Regions from separate parts of the Hordeum vulgare genome. Here regions 2 and 3 are each linked to region 1. The links are chromatin contacts, called in public Hi-C maps. All regions are on one chromosome and are shown on one strand. Each heading gives the region's core, a stretch centred on a gene start, on an enhancer-like site or on the middle of the called end of the contact. The rest is flanking DNA. Distances are from core to core; before and after follow the strand shown.

What was found. Hi-C and Micro-C count contacts between places; a contact is called where the count stands out from the background.
Region 2: a contact with region 1 is called in a Hi-C map of seedling, with 3 times the contacts expected there. The contact joins the enhancer-like site here to the promoter of LOC123402947 in region 1. A contact is called at or near these places in 2 of 6 Hi-C or Micro-C datasets (leaf and seedling) and 1 of 1 datasets of contacts at active chromatin or transcription factors (embryo).
Region 3: a Hi-C map of leaf shows a contact between it and region 1, with 4 times the contacts expected there. The contact joins the enhancer-like site here to the promoter of LOC123402947 in region 1. A contact is called at or near these places in 2 of 6 Hi-C or Micro-C datasets (leaf and seedling) and 1 of 1 datasets of contacts at active chromatin or transcription factors (embryo).

What each region holds. Positions count from the first base shown.
Region 1 is chr6H:463,922,243-463,925,255 of MorexV3_pseudomolecules_assembly, forward strand. LOC123402947 (tubby-like F-box protein 5) reads left to right here and starts at 1,411. Exons shown (of 4, transcript XM_045096916.1): 1 at 1,411-2,477; 2 at 2,577-2,664. The coding sequence starts at 2,091.
Region 2 is chr6H:463,691,641-463,694,653 of MorexV3_pseudomolecules_assembly, forward strand. No RefSeq gene overlaps it. Among protein-coding and RNA genes, the nearest start is that of LOC123402290, 31 kb to the left of the region's middle. Within about 2 kb of position 1,386, at least 3 of the 3 cell types and tissues checked have open chromatin away from gene starts, as enhancers often do. A contact at or near this core is called in leaf and seedling, where this site is marked.
Region 3 is chr6H:463,743,268-463,746,280 of MorexV3_pseudomolecules_assembly, forward strand. No RefSeq gene overlaps it. Among protein-coding and RNA genes, the nearest start is that of LOC123402290, 83 kb to the left of the region's middle. Within about 2 kb of position 1,399, at least 3 of the 3 cell types and tissues checked have open chromatin away from gene starts, as enhancers often do. A contact at or near this core is called in leaf and seedling, where this site is marked.

The DNA.
Region 1 (3,013 bases), core at 161-2,660:
AGCGACCTAATTTCAAGCATACGGATGTATTTATGTAAAGTACTACTCAGTGAAGGAAAATCAAAACAATAATGTCATACCACTTCCATCCCCATTAAGAAAAAATATATATCCTAATAAAGGCGTGTATGTCTCTTTTCCTCTTTCATGAAAGAACACCACCATAAGCAAAAGAAGTCGTGGTGTGTCCAAACTACCCCCATAACACGACACTACAAAATCAAAGCACAATAAATGCATGCAGAAAATCACAGAGTAAGAACAAAGCGAAAATCAATGTGATCTTTCCGTTATGCTCGCTCACCAATCAGAAAACAGGGGGATATTCGCTATTGAATTGCATGCCGCACATGCGATTGAGAAGAGTAGTTTCGGTGGACTCAAGGGCCCACAACACTGGAGTTTAAAGAGAGACTAATTTCCAATGGTAATTTCTTTTTGGCAGTTTTGATCTCTTTCCATTGCCCTTTGTCTTTTGTGCCGAGGATTTTCCGCTCTCCTTTCAAATACAGGGTGCATACATACTCCCTCCGCCCCATAATATAAGAGCGTAGTAAAAATGTTCTTATATTATGGGACGGAGGGAGTAGATGTCAAAGTGACACATCGATTTTTTCAGGGGTTGAAGCTATGAACCTTAAAATAGACCTTGACATTTCCTTCACCTACATAAAGAGACGTTGGAGCGAGTCATTTTGACAATTTGCTAGATTGGAGCTACGATCCCCCTAAGGCTGCTCATAGTGGAGATTAACATATAGTACTATCATGCATATGTTACTATTGTATGATAGTACCTTCATAGTGCATAGTATCATAAAGTAGTACGTATCATAGGTGATCTCATTTATTGACATGCATGACACATAGTAGCATAGCATTTAACATGTTACGGTATCTACCTATGTTACTATAATCCTCTCTCTCTTCTTTAATTACTTGCCACGTTACCATGTTTGCTAATCCCAAGACTATGTTACTAGCTATGATACCCCACTATGGCCAGCCTAAACCCCAAGACACCACCTTTTCGTTCCATCAACCGTTCATTGTATGCAGAGAGAAAGTCTTCGTAACACAAAAGTGCCTTTTAAGATGCTTTTAACCATGTAACTTGCTCTGCAACCACCTCACCTCACCTCACCTCACCAGAGCAGCCCAACCTCAAGACCAAAGCGTGAGTCCCACAGCGGCGTACACTCCATGTTGATGCATAGGATTCCCGTTGGGCAGCTGTGAGTTTTGGGGAGCCGCGAGGCGCGAGTAGTAGTAGCAGTACCTGCACACCTCGAAAGGTGAAAACTCAACGAGAGAGGAAAAAAGGAGCACCCCACAAAAAAGCCGTCCCCACCCTCCTTAAAAAACCCGCCTCCGTTCATTTTTTATTTCTCCGCGGCCCCTTTTATTATCCTCTCCCTAATACAAACCCACGCCCAAACTACACACACAGGGTTCACAGGAGCTGCAGCGAGCGGAGAGAGAGAGAGAGAGAGAGAGAGGGCGAGAGCGGAGGGAAAGAGGGAGAGGCTCCGTGGAGAAATCCTGAGCTCGGAGGAGGAAGGCAGGCGAGGGGGCGCTCCCTAATCTTGAGCTCTTTGGGGGGGGGGGGGGGGGAAGGAAGGAGCTCTTGGGGATCCAACGGAGGCGGGAATGAGGGAAACGGAGGGAGGGTTCTCGATCCGTTCTTGAGCCGATTCTTTTGATTTCCTGAGCCGCGGAAGCGGGGAAGCTTTGGATCTCGAGGCCACCCGAGCGTGAACCCTCGGTTTCTCCGGGCCCTCCTCGCTGCATTGCCTCCTCCCCAGATCCGGACTGCCGGGCGAGGAAGCGCCGGGTCCTCGCCCTCGCCGCCCACCTCAAATTCGCCCGGAAATTCCAGCTTCTTTAGCTGTCTCCGGAGCCCCGCGCTTCAGATCTTTCTCGAAATGTCCATTATTTTGGTTGGGTTGGACGCGGTGGTGGCGGCGACTACTTTATGAGCTGTCTCCTGCCATTTTTGGAGTAGATTCACCCGCAATGGCGGATCTTGCCATGGAGCTGTAAAGGGGGGCTCTTTCCGCGAGAGCGACAGCAGCTGGTCATAAGTTGCAATGTCTTTGAAGAGCATCGTGCGGGAGCTCAAGGAGATGAGGGACGGCATCGGGAGCATGTCCAGGCGCGGCGGCGTCTCCGACGGGCGCGCCGGCCACGGCCGCGGGGGGTCGCGGCATTCCTGGCCCAGCCTGTGGCCGGAGCCGCAGCCGCAGCCACAGCGGCCAGGCCAGGAGCCGCAGCAGCAGGGGCAGTGGGCGAACCTGCCGCCGGAGCTGCTGATCGACGTGATACAGAGGGTGGAGTCCAGCGAGGTGGCCTGGCCGGCGCGGCGCTATGTCGTGGCCTGCGCAGCCGTCTGCCGGACGTGGCGCGAGGTCACCAAGGATGTGGTGAAGACCCTCGAGGAGTGCAGCAGGATCACCTTCCCCATCTCCCTAAAGCAGGTATCTCCAGTCCCCCCACATCAATGCCTTCTTCCGCCATGATCTGTTTGCTCATCAAATGTGTGAGTCTGGATGCTTAACCTTGGTGGTTTGGCGCAGCCGGGGCCTCGTGATTGTCCCGTGCAGTGCTTTGTGAGGAGGGACAGGGCGACGTCCACCTATCTCCTCTACCTGGGGCTCAGCCCATGTAAGTCAATCTTGTCTGGTTGCTTCATCACATGGTTTATCGTTCCTTCTTGTTCTGGTACCATTGCATCAAGATGTATTGCTTCAGTCATACTTTTATGTTCTGGCACCACACGCAAGAATGCAATCGCAGAATAAGCGGTTTCCTTGTGAGTTAGTATGGCTGACCTATGCAAGGCGATTTGATGCATGATTTATTCCATTCAGTGGAATCTGTATCAGGTAATGCCCAGTTGTTTGTATCATAAAATTCCCCCTTTACATGCGAGATTCATATTAGAGTGCTCTCATGGACGGTTTGTGTATCATGCCTCTCTGTTCGAGTTTGTACTACTACGTTCCTTTGAAAA
Region 2 (3,013 bases), core at 136-2,635, 230 kb before region 1:
CTCTGGACCATTCCGGAGCGCCTCGTGATGTCCGGGATCTCATCCGGGACTACGAACAACTTTCGGTAACTGCCACACATAACTCATTAATACCAAATCGTCACCAAACCTTAAGTATGCAGACCCTGCAGGTTCGAGAACTATGCATACATGACCGAGACACTCTTCGGCCAATAACCAATAGCAGGACCTGGATGTCCATATTGGCTCCTACATATTCTACGAAGATCTTTATTAGTTGAACCACGATGTCAAGCATTCAATCAATCTCATATACTATTCCCTTTGTTTATCGGTATGTTACTTGCCCGAGATTCGATCGTCGGTATCTCTATACCTAGTTCGATCTCGTTACCGGAAAGTCTCTTTACTCGTTCTGTAATACAAGATCTCGTGACTAACTCCTTAGTCACATTGCTTGCAAGGCTTGTTGTGATGTTGCATTACCAAGTGGGCCCCGAGATACCTCTCCGTCACACGGAGTGACAAATCCCAGTCTTGATCCATGCCAACCCAACAAACGCCTTCGGAGATACCTGTAGAGCACCTTTATAGTCACCCAATTACGTTATGATGTTTGATACACACAAGGTATTCCTCTGGTGTCCGGGAGATGCATGATCTCATGGTCATAGGAATAAATACTTTGACATGCAGAATACAGTAGCAATAAACTGACACGATCGTATGCTGCGTTCATAATTTGGGTCTTGTCCATTACATCATTCTCCTAATGATGTGATCTTGTTATCAAACGACTTCTCATGTCTATGTCCAGAAAACCTTGACCATCTTTGATCAACGAGCTAGTCCTTTGAGAGACTCACTAGGGATAGTGTGTTGCCTATGTATCCACACATGTATTTGAGTTTCCAATCAATACAATTCTAGCATGGATAACTATTATCACGAACAAGGAAAAATAATAATAACAAATTTATTATCGCCTCTAGGATAATAAACTATTATCATGAGATTACAGTAGGTAATCTTTTGCATAAATGCGATGTAGATAAACTTATTCAATAAAAAATGACGTTTTGTTATTTAATACATTTTATTATATGATTTATCTAATGATTAAAGTGCTAAACAATTAATCTACAACAGTAAAAACATATAATAAAATCATGTTGCACGAGATAGCATGTTAAGCACATCTAGTGCATAGAAACTAGGCTAAAAATGAATTCCCGAGACATATTTTAAGCCTAAAGTGTTGTTTCAAGCCCAAAATGGGATGCCAGCCCGATGCACCCACGAGCTTGCCCGACACCCCCTCTTTTTTACTTTTTTTAGAGAGGGAAAAGGGCCCAAACTGCATGGCCCAGCCGTTACGTCCCATGAGGCCGGCCTGGCCAGCCAACGCTCGGTCCACCGGGACGCTAGGTTTTCCTAGCGCCAGAGTGGCGGCGGCTGCACCTGGCCGAGGCCGAGGTGAGCGGCTAGTAGGTCGCGGTGGGGCAAGCGGATAGGCGGCTGGAGCGGCTCTGGGGAAGGCCGGCCAGGCCAGCGTGTGGCTGGGGAAGGCCGGCCAGCAGGGCGCAGCGAGCGGCGAGCGGCTGGGGAGGGCCGGCCAACAGGGCGCGGCGAGCGCGACGGCGAGCACGGCAGCGCGCGTGCGGCGAGCGTGGATGCCAGCAGGGCAGCGCACGCGAGTGGCGAGCACGGCGGCCAGCAGGGCAGCTTGCGCGGGTGGCCAGGGCAAGCGCGACCAACGTTGGGGGCGCGGCCGGGCACGGCCAGGCGCGACCGATGCAGCGAGCATGGCGTGGTGCGGCCGGGGCAGCGGACGCGGTGGCGGCTCGGGCGACTAGTGGTGTCAGGGCCTGGCGCGGCTGAGCGCGTGTGCACGCGGCGGTCGGTGCCAGCACAGCCATGTCGACAGCAGCGATTACTGTAGCTACGCGAAAAAATGGTTCGTGCGTCAGCGGGACGTGACGACGTGTGTACATCCGGTACATCACGGCGGTGTCGTTCTCATATGGAGTACGTGTAATCACTGTCTCCCTCGGATGTAGTCAACAAGTCTCTCTTGATCAAAGAACATCAACATTGGTCAGCGACGTGTTTGTCAGGTAGTTTTTAGAAGAGAAACTCACACCGTAGGTAGATTAAATCCGAAAAAATAAACTAATCATAAAAACTGAATCGTGATAGCATGATGAATCCATTTTTGCAAAGAGAGAGATCGTATCATATACCTCTGCGGGAACGATGAGAGGATTCTTGGGGCAGGCTTGACGCACGCTCGATGAAGAGGTGATAGAGCAAAGTGTGCTGATAACGTGTTCCGCAACTCCTGTCGAGGAGTCCGGTCCAAGATTGCGGTGCGGAGGAGCGTCGTAGACAATCGCAGAAAAAGTAGAAGAACACATGCAGTAAAGAGGAAACAATCTTTATTATATGATAGTCTTTGTTACCATGATTGTTCCTACTTTCTTTATATAGGGGTAGGGGTCAAGGGATAAGAACCCACTTAACGAAAAAAAGGGAAATGATAGAGACTCGCTTTGTGCCTCACACAGAAGCCGGTCGTTTCTATTGCGCTGATGGGCTGGGCCCAGGTTTCCCAACACGAACCAAGTCTCTCCATGACGCCTTTTCCTGCTAGTAACAGCACAAACACATCGATCAAGTTATGGGGCGTAAGAGCATCTCGACTTAACAAATATGACCCTCTCAATGATCACAAACGCGTTGGCCGGTCGAATTTCCTATTTATTCGTTCATGTAGCTATATTTTTTATTTTATTTTTCATATGTCGGGTCATTTGCATGTGATTCATAAATAAGAAGAGAAAGAAAAAAAAATAATAAATGAAGAAAAAGAAAAGCTGGTCCGGGTTAGAGTCACGTCCTACGAGGCAGACTCACCTCGTGCGCACGGGCGCGTCCGCATGCCCCTCGTATCCTTCCTATATTTGTCCTCAATACGAGGGTTCTATTGAGTAATAGGAAAATTTTCAAGTGTATTAAAACAATAATAAATCACGAGCATGATGTAAACACT
Region 3 (3,013 bases), core at 149-2,648, 180 kb before region 1:
CTTGGCCTCCATGGAGGTCGAAATTTTTGAATAATTCAAAATTCAAACTTTTCGGTTTCAAAAAAATCTGAAAAAAATATGGAAGTAAAGAAGGATGTTATGTGTATGTGTGCAAAAATTTAGGATGAAATACCTTGAAATACGATCTGCACAAAAAGATAAATTCATGGCCTGAAACGATGAATAATGTCATGTGTAAAAAAGCCTCAGATTTGTCTTTTTTGCACAGCCCTCATTTCAATGTATTTTTTTCTGAAAATTTACACACATGTGTGCTACGCCTTCACTTATCCTTGTATTTTTTTTTCAGAATTCTTTGAAATGTAAAAATATGAATTTTTATGAAATTTGAATTTCAAATTTAAAGGCCTCCATGGAGCTCGGCCACCAAACGCAATTTCCGTATCATGCATATGATACTATTGTATGATACTACCTTCATAATGCATAATATTATAAATTAGTATCATAGAGGACCTCATTTATTGACACGCATGACACATAGGCCCTGTTTGAATCCTCTAACTCGGTTAGAGGTTAGAGTTAGATTCTAACCCTGTACTAACTTTAAATTAGCTCTAATCAAAGAAGTGTTTGGATGACAAGGTTAAATTGTCAATAAATGCATTTTTTCAATCATTTAGCTCCTTTAACTAGGATTTGGTGTGGTGGAGGTAAAGGGAAAAATAATTTTTTTCCTGTGTCACACCTAACTCTAACCCAAATAAGCACGTCTTGGGTGGGTTAGTTCTTTTGAAAACCAACTCTAACCATTTTGTTTGGATGTTTTGAGGCCAGTTCGGTCCAATCTAACCAACTCTAACTCAAATCCATGGATCCAAACAGGTCCACAATAACATAAATTTAACATGTTACGGCATCAAACTATGTTGCTCAAACTTTTTTCCAATTATGTATCACATCAGCATTTTTGCTAGTCTTAAATGTTTGCTAGTCTCAAATAGATACATGATACTACCTAAGTTACCCAGCCTAATCGTTCATTCATGTTACACATACACGATTTCCCCTCGACGATTCGCCCACCGTGCGGCGTGACCACAAAACGTCGCTCGCAGACGCTTCAGCCACGTCATTGTAGTGTACTACCACCGTACCGGTCTTGATTAGTGCTGCGTGCGCGCGTAACGTTGGTTCGGGCAGCATGCACGTATCATTTTTTTTCTCCTGCAAGTAGAGCATCCACCATGACCCGTTGGACACGTTCAAACGAACTTGAACTTCCGAAAGTTACAACCCAACTTTTCTTCTGAACTTCCCTAAGAAAAGGAGGAGCAGACGCTCGCCCGTTTTCGGCCCCCCCTGCCCTCCGTCCACATGGTCCCGAACCCCCAACCTGCATCCATCACGTACTACGCCGCCTGCTCGGTCAAAAAGGGCAGGAAAAAAGAAGGCGGCCATACATGCATTGCACAGGGCATGATTGATCATGATATGCAAACCCCCAAACCACACTCGATGTCATGGACCACGGCGGATTCCGCCCGAAAGAATACTGTCCCCCTAGACGAACTTTCCTCCACGCGAACCGCCGTTGCCGCTCCGGCTAATCACGAAACTCAACACGGCTGATGATCACCACCACCCGTCCACCACCGCATCATTGTTTCCCGCAGAACATTTCCACGGGGACGACCGACGGCCGAACATGGGGGAAGGGAGCCGGCCTCCGGCGTCCAGCGGAGGCGGAGGCGTGCGGTGGTGCGGCAGGTGTGGCCTCCACGCCGGCCCCGGCCCGGCCAGAGCCATGTTGCTGATGACGGCCTGGGTGTGGGTGGCGTGGCCGAGGGAGGGACGCATGCAGGTGCGACGATGCCAATGTGATGCGCCAACGGGAACCAACAAGGCTGTCGCCCTCGTGAGCGTGTCTGCCATTACGCGCAGGGTCAGTGTTATGGCTATAGTTTAATTTAGCGCGACGTGGGAATGTATGTGTGCGTACCTTGCTCAATCTATGAAGCGATGGCTACTCATACGGTAGTAGAATATACGTTATGGTTGCTTTCGAAAAGAAATAGTTTATGCTCTGAGAGGAGTCATGTGAGGAAAAATATATTTATGCAGAGGATAAATTCACTGATCAGCTTTTCGCCAAGATTTTAATTTTTAGACCTGATGAAGCTCCGCTGGCCAGCAAGACCTAGACCGTCCAGCATGGGTCCATGGTTTCTTTTTTATGGCGTGGAACTGCTTGGGTTCTTGTTTCTTTGTCCAGGATATATTCCCCAAGCTGTGGACGTAACTTGCCGGAGCACTCCATGTCTGGAATCTGGAATACAGCATGCGGCCTTTTCTTATCCAGATTTTTTCCTTCTTTTTCTTTCTGAATTCAATCAGATCAATTTTTGACCTTGTAGTTTGGTGATTCCAACGTGTTTCATGCAGTACGCCTCCCCAAAAAACGCGTTCATGCAGTGCTTTGGGTATAATACAAATGATAAAACACTTGTGATTAGTTTTAAGTAAACGCTAGATAGATGTATAGATGTCCCTCTGTTGCAACGGGATATAAATATTCTAATGTGTTAGGCCCTGATTTACCTGCACATATTAATATGATGTGACAATTTTATTTTACCCACTAATTTGCGCACATTCTCATTTCTATCTAAAAATTCCATGTGCTCAATTTTACCCCTCTTTTGTTTGATGCGACTATGAAAATACATTTTCCTATCATTTCCAATCGGTCAAGAAGGTTTAACCGCACATTTCCTAAAAATAGATGGTCGTGTGTGCATATGCCATTCGCATGTGGGACCTATCCTTGGAAAAAAAATCTTTTAGCTCACCCTTCTTTGTGTCAGTTACACATGGGACTCACGCTAGAAAAATAAAATATCTCTCTATCTCTCTCCCTCCCTCCCTCCCTCCCTCCCTCTCAGCGCAAGCAATGGCCGACGGCGGCATCAGTCAGCAATTGCCAAGCACGGCTGATGGGAACCGGATCCTCTAACATGAAGGAGATAAGTCACGTAAGCTACAATGGAGG